Linked DNA regions of Ovis aries: region 1 is linked to region 2. The links are chromatin contacts, called in public Hi-C maps. All regions are on one chromosome and are shown on one strand. Each heading gives the region's core, a stretch centred on a gene start, on an enhancer-like site or on the middle of the called end of the contact. The rest is flanking DNA. Distances are from core to core; before and after follow the strand shown.

Region 1 (4,331 bases), core at 351-2,850, 670 kb before region 2:
GAGAGTTGGACTGGGAAGAAGGCTGAGCATCGAAGAATTGATGCTTTTGAACTGTGGTGTTGGAGAAGACTCTTGAGAGTCCCTTGGACTCCAACCAGTCCATTCTAAAGGAGATCAGTCCTGAGTGTTCTTTGGAAGGACTGATGCTAAAACTGAAACTCCAGTATTTTGGCCACCTCATGCAAAGAGTTGACTCATTGGAAAAGACTCTGATACTGGGAGGGACTGGGGGCAGGAGGAAAAGGGAACAACAGAGGATGAGGTGGCTGGATGGCATCACCGACTCGATGGACATGAGTCTGAGTGAACTCCGGGAGTTGGTGATGGACAGGGAGGCCTGGCGTGCTGCAATTCATGGGGTCACAAAGAATCGGACACAACTGAGAGACTGAACTGAACATGTATATCTAGCTTTATTTCATACTTTGTGGGAAAATGCCCCATCCTGTTTCTAACTTACCATGTGAACACAAACGTGATTAAACCACTTCAGGTCTCAAATACTCCATCCATAAAACAAGGTGATTGGATTTCAAGTCTGAGGCAACATAGTCAAGTGGAAAGAACTCTGGATCTGGCCTCAGTTGAGACTGAATCCAGGGCCTGGTATCTTGTTAAACAACTGGCTGCGGGCCTGTACTTCAATTCTTTGCTAATCTAGGTAAATGGAGAAACCACACCCTTCTCGAAGGGTTTGCAAGAATGAAAACAAATGCACTTGAAGTTACCAAGCACAGTCCCTCATCCATAGGAGTGCTCAATAAAGAACAGCTAGCTGATCATAACAATTCCTTCATCCCACAATCATTTATTAAACTTCAACTTTGTGCCAGACGTTATTCTAGGTGTGAAGGAAACAAGTAGTAACAAAGCTGAAAAAACAGCCTGCTTCAGCACACTGGCACTGTGCGGGCATAGAGGTGGCACTGGGCAGGCATGGAGGTGGCACTGGGAGGGCATAGAGGTGGCACTGTGTGGACATAGAGGTGGCACTGGGTGGACATAGAGGTGGCACTGGGCGGGCATAGAGGTGGCACTGTGTGGACACAGAGGTCCACAGCTCTGCTGGGAGGAGCTGTGTGCCTCACACTGCATAACCCTGTGATTCATTTCTCAGCCTCATTACAGAATCCAGAGCAATGGATCCCTCTGAAGTATCACCCCAAGCTGCTGGATCCTCACCACCTTAAGTAGAAACCACACACTGGAACGGCTCTCCTTGGCCCTTCTCATCATCCCAGTACTGTAAACACCATGGGGGGCAGAGCTGGACCTGGGCTTCACACTTATCCTCCACCTGAGCCCCTTTCCCCTCTCTCCGGTCAGAAGTGTTCCGCAAGTCTGCCCCAGAGCCTTCCAGAACCCTCCGTGGAGGCTGAAGTCGCTTGGCCGCACTACCCTCTGCCTCCCACCAGAGGTCGCCCTCCCACACAAGCCCAAGCAAACAGAAGCCGGCTTTGCCTTCTCGGCAGCAGTGACATTATTTTCTTTCTCTATTTTTATCTATTAAAAAGATTTCTTCACAGCCATAACTTAGATCTCTACACTAAAATGGAGCAACAGGAAGATATAATGGTGCATTTCATTTATGAATGACCTATAATAAATTACTCTGAAGTGTCCCGAGTGCCAGGAGACAGAACGCTTTGTCTGCCCACGGACTGTATTTCACCTACTTTAATTTAGCTGACACATAAAACTCATTTGACATTTCACAGGTATTTGTGTGGGGGGGATGGCCTGCGGGAGGGGACCGCTGCGGGGCCAGGCAGGGAGTGGGGGCAGGGGCAGAGACAAGGATATTTGGTTCTTGTTGAGGGTTAAGGTGTGGAGCCTGGGTAGCCCCGGCAACACGAGGTCATCGCCGAGCAGATTGTTGTCCAAGATGAGTTCCTCCAGGCTCCCGAACGCGCTCAGTCCTTCCAGTGACCTGCAATGACAAAGGCAACAGGAAAAATGGTCCTGCACTAAATCAGGGAGGCCATTATGAGCCGAAATAAATATTTTAACCTTCCCTTTCAGGACTGGGAATAGTTTGGGCTTGGTGCCTGTCAGCAAAGTGAATGACAAGAATTAGTAGAGGGAGCCGGGGCGGGGGCAGCGGGGGAGAAGGGGCCGCTGGCACTCACCGCATCCTTCACGCATTGCCAACATGAAGGATGAGGGTCACTTACTGAGTAGCCAGGATCCAAAACAAAGGGCTTCAGATACGGCCTGCAGGATAAATTTGTCAATGTCTTGTGGCTTCAGGCACCCAGCCTCGGCTGACCCTAACCTCCATTCCCAAGATAAATAACTCTGTCACAGTTCACCTTCATTCCCTGGACACAAATTTAAGTTGTCATCCATCATTTCTGCCCAGAAATATCATACCCTCTTACAATAATAAATATAACTTCAAGTATCATTTCTTAGCTGTTCTCTGCGCAGTCCTAGGAAACGGCAGGGAAGGCTTCCTTTCTCTGCATTCACCGCCTTTGACTTTCCCCCATCTCTGCTTTTTTTTTTTCTTTACTAATCACTTAATTTGCTTCTGCCCAGTGTCCCAGTGGCTACCTCAAAAGGCAAGACACCCGAGGAAGCACACAGTCACTCCAGTCCGAGGGGCGGTTTCTTTTTCTTTCATGATTTCTTTTTGTTAGGCAGGGGTAGGTTAAGAAAGGGGTTGAGGGAATTTCTGCCTCAAGGCTCCCTGCTTGATGTTTATGGTTTTAATTTATGGATAGTGGATTTCTCACTTTAGTTTTTGAAGGAAAAAAAAAAGCACTGAACCCAACAGTAGAGATGCGGAGGCAGTAAAGAAAACAGACATCTGAAAGGATGAGGTACCCAGCTCAGGGCAAAAAAGTATCAGAAAGGCGAAAACCACCCTGGCCACAGGCATGGCTGAAAGTTAACTCGCAAGGTTAGGGGTGCATGAGGTGCCAGCAGCGAGGGGCAGTTGGCGCATGTGCCTGGCCGGTGCACACTGATGGTGATTACAGAAAGCCGCCCAATGGAGGGACTCACAGGGCCAGGCCACATGCTCCCAGCTCGTTCACCTGCCAGACCCAAGAGCTGTGCTGAGCTTGCAGAGGCTGACAGCTGAGCTATGACAACGCTGGCCAGAGGGCTGGCCTGCATGGGCTCCCTGGCTCTTCTATAAAATGTAACCAATCGGGGAGATGTTGTCTACACTATTTATGCATTTACTGATAGCACTTCCATTACAGACCCCCTTGCTTGCCTATGCTATGCCTAGACCTGTGGTTTGAGTGTGAACTTGAGTACCAGACCTTTCTCGTGACATCCATCCAAAAGGACTCCAAAATTAAGAGGCAATACTTGGGAGGTGAGAGAAGCAATTCAACCCTCAGACTTCACTGGGCCCAGAGCGCCACCAGCAGCTCCGTTCCTGCCCCAAACCTCCAGGTGGCCCTAGCCAGGGCCTAGCACCCAGACCACACCAAATCCCCGTAACTGACACTATATACTCCACAGCGGGGCGTGTGGGTGGGGGTGTACTGCATACATCTGGGGTCAAGGGTCAACAGAGTCATCAAGTTCCATTTCCTCCTCCTCTTCTCTCTTCTTCCTCATGTTTCAGGAAGGCATGCAGTCAGGAAGACCTGTCCTGTCATTTACTTGCAGCCTGAATTTGGGTGTCTCAATAAGCCCCATGAGCTCCCTGCATCTATGTTGCCTGTAGCTATTGAATCTTATGGAGAATAAGTGAGAGAGGAGTAACAACTTACTAGCAAATACTGGTTTCATTCTTTTCCTTCCTCCTTTCATTCGCTGATTTTTCTGGAAGCCCTGACCTTTGGTCAGGGATCCTGATGCAGGGGATGTGCAGAGAAACAGATGTGCAAAGGTGTGTAGTAAGGGTGGCTTCTCATGGAAATGCCAACGTTTCCTGAAGTCCCTTCCTCCTTGGGGGTTAATGAGTGCTGATGCCAAAGTGCTTTTCAGAACTAGCCCCTGTTTATCTCTAGGGGAGTCGAGGCCACCTCCACATCAGGGCACCTAACAGACAGGTAATACGTCCTTGTGCTCAAACATCAGCTGGGCTCTGGTCAAAGGCACGTCCAAAATACACACCATCCTGGAGTAGTGCAAATATAATGCTCTTATCAGGAGAATCAGCAAATGGTTGGCAACTGGCAAGCCGAAGAAAGCTCCTTTCCAAGAGTGCTTCAGGGGAGGCATAAAACAAAACGACACAGCATGGTGAGGACAAAGCCTGAAACACTGGGAGTGCCGCACAGATGCCTTTCCCTCTGGGGGGTGGGCTCTGGGGCAGAACTGAAAACAGGAGGAAGATTTCAGAGAGCAGTTCAGAAGCTCAGGCT
Region 2 (4,313 bases), core at 273-2,772:
GTGTTGGACGTCGCCACTGCCTGTCTCGGATACCGAGAGCGCTCGGAACTCTGCGCGTGGCCCCAAAGGAACGGAATCCCCAGAGGTGGAAGGGTGTTATCTCTCTCTCCAGTACCTAGAGGAGCGAGGCGCACACCCCAGGCCAGCGCACCCTTCTCAGCGCCCTTGGCGCACCTGCGCACTTTACTCTCACTATTCATTTTCCTGACACCGAGCGCCTCTTTCTCTTCTTTCATTCTTTTTCTTAGAGCCCCCGCCTCTCATCCCAGGAGGCTGCTCCTCCTTCCCCCTCCTTCAGTTCCCCCTCAGTCTCTTCCTTCCTCTGCGTCTCTCTCTCCCTCTCCCTTTTTCCCTTCAAGTCGCACCCGCCTTGTAATCAGCAACAAAAGCTGACATAAATCACCGGCGGATTGACAAGAGCTGACAAATAACTGATTGATTGCGGTCGAGGAACATTGACAATTGATGGAGGGGTGGAGATGCCCAGAGAACTCGGGAGGGGGGCGCGGGTAGAAGAGAGGGTGGCAAAGGAGAGTAAGAATTGCGGGGGGGTGCTGAGTGTGAAACAGAGGAAACATGTGACCCCCCTCCTGCCCCAATCTGCGCATCTCCGGGCGTCACGTGGCCGGGAAGGGCGGGGAACCTAGCTTAGAGCCGAGACTTGCCTCCTCCGCCTCCGCTGCCCACCTAGCTTCTGGTTTCTCTGCCGCCGAATCCCGGGAAATCAAAGCGGGCGGGCGGACTTCCTCCAACACCCGCTCCCCACCTTTCCTTACCCAGGCGGCTGCACCGCAGGAGATTTCAATTACTGAGGCGGGGGAGAGAATACTTGGGGGTGTGGACCTCCGTGGCGGCCCTGGAGTTGACAGTCCGGCCGTTGTCCAGACTCCTGCTAGTGCTCCTTCTGAACACGCTCAAACTGTTCCTTGCAAGCACCCTCCTGCAAAAGAAGGTTTCAGTTTATTCTCCAGCTGGGGAAAAGGACGACGAGGAAGAAAAGAGAGGGAGGCGGCAGATAGCAAACGTAGAATAAATGTCCAGCTCGTCCTCCGAGCGAAATCTAGGGAGGGGACACGCAGGGGGAGCGGCAAAGAGGGAGCTGCCCATTAAAACCAGCGCTGAGAGTCCTGGCGGCGGCGGCGGCGGCGCGGGACGCGTCACATCCCCTTGACCCTCCAATCACCTCGGGCTCCCATTTGATTGGAAGGCGGCAAAGGCTTTAATCTCCCCCTCGGTGCAGCTGCTTTTGAAGTGAGTTTCCTCGCCAGAGCCCCGGCTGGACAGGCAGCGGCTCACATCGCGGAGAGCAGCGCCAGCGCCGGGCCGCGAGTGCGCAGCGCAGGGGCACAGCCCAAGGCCGACACGGCTAGCCACCCGGCACTCCCGCAGTCGGGCCGGCTCCTCCCGCTCGGCCGCGGCTCCGCTGCGGGCCACCCAGGATTATTCGCTTGTGGCTCCAGGCGCCAAGAAGGCGCGCTGGGCGCCTGTGACCGCCGAGCCAGCTCCACCTCCTCCTGCTGCTCCTGCTCCCCGGGCGAGAGCGCAGCCCGGAGCCCGCCCCGCGCCTCCTGGAGCCCTCCCCCCGCTGCTCCCATGCGCGCGGGTGGGTCATGAGCACAGCGCCCTCGCTTTCTGCCTTAAGAAGCAGTAAGCACAGCGGCGGCGGCGGCGGCGGCGGCGGCAGTGCGGACCCTGCCTGGACCAGCGCGCTCTCTGGAAATAGCTCCGGCCCCGGCCCAGGCTCGTCCCCGGCCGGCAGCACCAAGCCTTTTGTGCACGCTGTGCCCCCCTCTGACCCCCTCCGCCAGGCTAACCGCCTGCCCATCAAGGTGCTGAAGATGCTGACGGCACGGACTGGCCACATTTTGCACCCTGAGTACCTGCAGCCCCTGCCTTCCACTCCCGTCAGCCCCATAGAGGTAAGGACCCTATCCCCGGATCGCGCTGGGACCACCACTCTGGCTGCCCCTCCACGGGATTTCTTTCTCTTGTGATCTGCAGGGGGTGAAGGTGGGGGGATCGGAGTGATTCAGCTCCGGGATGAGGGGAGAGGATCGTGCTCCCGCACCTTAAAACTAGGGCGGAAAGAGGGGAGGAGGTAGAATGGGGTGTGAATGCTAGGAGCCAAGGCAATCAAAACTTGTTTCTTCCATTGGTGTTAAAGCCCCTACCTCGACCCAGGCCCCCTCACTCTCAGGCCAGAAGACAGACGGGAGTCCAAAATACGGTTCCAAAGTCCCGGTCCTCCGGTTTCCCAGAAGCTGGTATTTGTACACAGCCTCTAAGGCGCCAACGACCCGAGCCCTTACTCTGAAGTATTAGAGGTGGGGGTGGGGAGTACAGTTCTGGGTCAAAGAATCAGAAACCAAAACATTTTTCGAGTTTGTTTTTTTTTTTTTTCCAATCCAGTTATCGCTTAGAGAGGACAGGAAAGATCCTGGTGGCGGGGCTGGGGGTGGGGTGGGGGTGCTGTGGCCTTTCTCAAGAAAGAGAATGTGTGTGTAGAAGGGATGTCTCCTAGATTTGCGCCTCGGGGCTGGAAGGATCTTTACGGTCTTGGCTGAGGTGCGCTCGAAACCTAGAAGGCAGGATTCTAAAGGGTTTCCCCTTCTTTCTTTGTGCGCCCCCCCCCGCCCCACGTCTGACCCTGCAGCTCGATGCCAAGAAGAGCCCGCTGGCGCTGTTGGCCCAAACATGCTCGCAGATCGGGAAGCCCGACCCCTCGCCCTCGTCCAAACTCTCCTCAGTGGCCTCCAACGGGGGTGGCACGGGCGGTGCCGGCGGCGGCGCCGGGGGCGACAAGGACGCCAAGTCGGGCCCCCTCAAGCTGAGCGACATCGGCGTGGAAGACAAGTCGAGTTTCAAGCCGTACTCCAAACCCGGCTCGGATAAGAAAGAACCGGGAGGCGGCGGCGGCGGAGGAGGAGGGGGCGGCGGGGGCGGCGGCGGGGGGGTTTCGGCGGAGAAGTCCGGATTCCGGGTACCGAGCGCCACCTGCCAGCCATTCACGCCCAGGACAGGCAGCCCAAGCTCCAGCGCCTCGGCCTGTTCTCCAGGAGGCATGCTGCCTTCGGCCGGGGGCGGCCCGGATGGCAAGGACGACAAGAAGGACCCCGAGGCGGGCGGCGGCGGTGGCGGCGCCAAGGGCTCCGGGGGCGCCTCGGCCGAAGGGGGACCCACGGGGCTGGCGCACGGCCGGATTAGCTGTGGCGGCGGGATCAATGTGGACGTGAACCAGCACCCAGATGGGGGCCCCGGGGGCAAGGCTCTAGGCTCGGACTGCGGCGGCTCATCAGGCTCCGGCTCCAGCTCCGGCCCCAGCGCGCCCACCTCCTCCTCTGTGTTGGGCTCTGGGCTGGTGGCGCCCGTGTCGCCCTACAAGCCGGGCCAAACAGTGTTCCCTCTGCCTCCCGCGGGCATGACCTACCCAGGGAGCCTGGCTGGGGCCTACGCCGGCTACCCGCCCCAGTTCCTGCCACACGGCGTGGCGCTCGACCCCACCAAGCCGGGCAGCCTAGTGGGGGCTCAGCTGGCGGCGGCCGCGGCGGGTTCTCTGGGCTGCAGCAAGCCCGCCGGCTCGAGCCCCTTGGCCGGAGCGTCACCGCCGTCCGTGATGACAGCCAGTTTGTGTCGGGACCCGTACTGCCTCAGCTACCACTGCGCCAGTCACCTGGCTGGGGCGGCGGCAGCCAGCGCGTCGTGCGCTCACGATCCGGCCGCGGCGGCCGCGGCTCTCAAGTCCGGATACCCGCTGGTGTACCCCACGCACCCGCTGCACGGCGTGCACTCATCGCTCACCGCGGCCGCGGCCGCCGGCGCCACACCGCCCTCTCTGGCCGGCCACCCCCTCTACCCCTACGGCTTCATGCTCCCTAACGACCCGCTCCCCCACATCTGCAACTGGGTGTCGGCCAACGGGCCTTGCGACAAGCGCTTCGCGACGTCTGAAGAGCTGCTGAGCCACTTGCGGACCCACACGGCCTTCCCCGGGACAGACAAACTGCTGTCGGGCTACCCCAGCTCCTCGTCTCTGGCCAGCGCCGCAGCGGCCGCCATGGCCTGCCACATGCACATCCCCACGTCGGGCGCTCCGGGCAGCCCCGGGACGCTGGCGCTGCGCAGCCCCCACCACGCGCTGGGACTCAGCAGCCGCTACCACCCCTACTCCAAGAGCCCGCTCCCCACGCCCGGTGCCCCCGTGCCCGTGCCCGCCGCCACCGGACCGTACTACTCCCCCTATGCCCTCTACGGACAGAGACTGACCACGGCCTCGGCGCTGGGGTACCAGTGAGGGCGGTCTCGAGGGCTATCGA

Evidence for each region. Hi-C and Micro-C count contacts between places; a contact is called where the count stands out from the background.
Region 1: a contact with region 2 is called in a Hi-C map of hypothalamus, with 5 times the contacts expected there. The contact joins the enhancer-like site here to the promoter of LOC114110806 in region 2. A contact is called at or near these places in 8 of 16 Hi-C or Micro-C datasets (hypothalamus, liver, mesenteric adipose tissue and 4 more).

Annotation. Positions count from the first base shown.
Region 1 is chr25:31,014,015-31,018,345 of ARS-UI_Ramb_v3.0, reverse strand. It overlaps LRMDA (leucine rich melanocyte differentiation associated), which reads right to left. Exons shown (of 8, transcript XM_060406709.1): 3 at 1,799-1,930. Among named protein-coding and RNA genes, the nearest start is that of TRNAG-CCC, 590 kb to the right of the region's middle. Within about 2 kb of position 1,600, at least 19 of the 54 cell types and tissues checked have an H3K27ac peak or open chromatin away from gene starts, as enhancers often do. A contact at or near this core is called in hypothalamus, where this site is marked.
Region 2 is chr25:30,346,694-30,351,006 of ARS-UI_Ramb_v3.0, reverse strand. It overlaps LOC114110806 (putative uncharacterized protein encoded by ZNF503-AS2), which reads right to left and starts at 1,522. Exons shown (of 4, transcript XR_006058018.2): 1 at 1,184-1,522; 2 at 777-940. It overlaps ZNF503 (zinc finger protein 503), which reads left to right and starts at 1,267. Exons shown (of 2, transcript XM_027962213.2): 1 at 1,267-1,919; 2 at 2,654-4,313. The coding sequence starts at 1,611. The coding sequence ends at 4,291.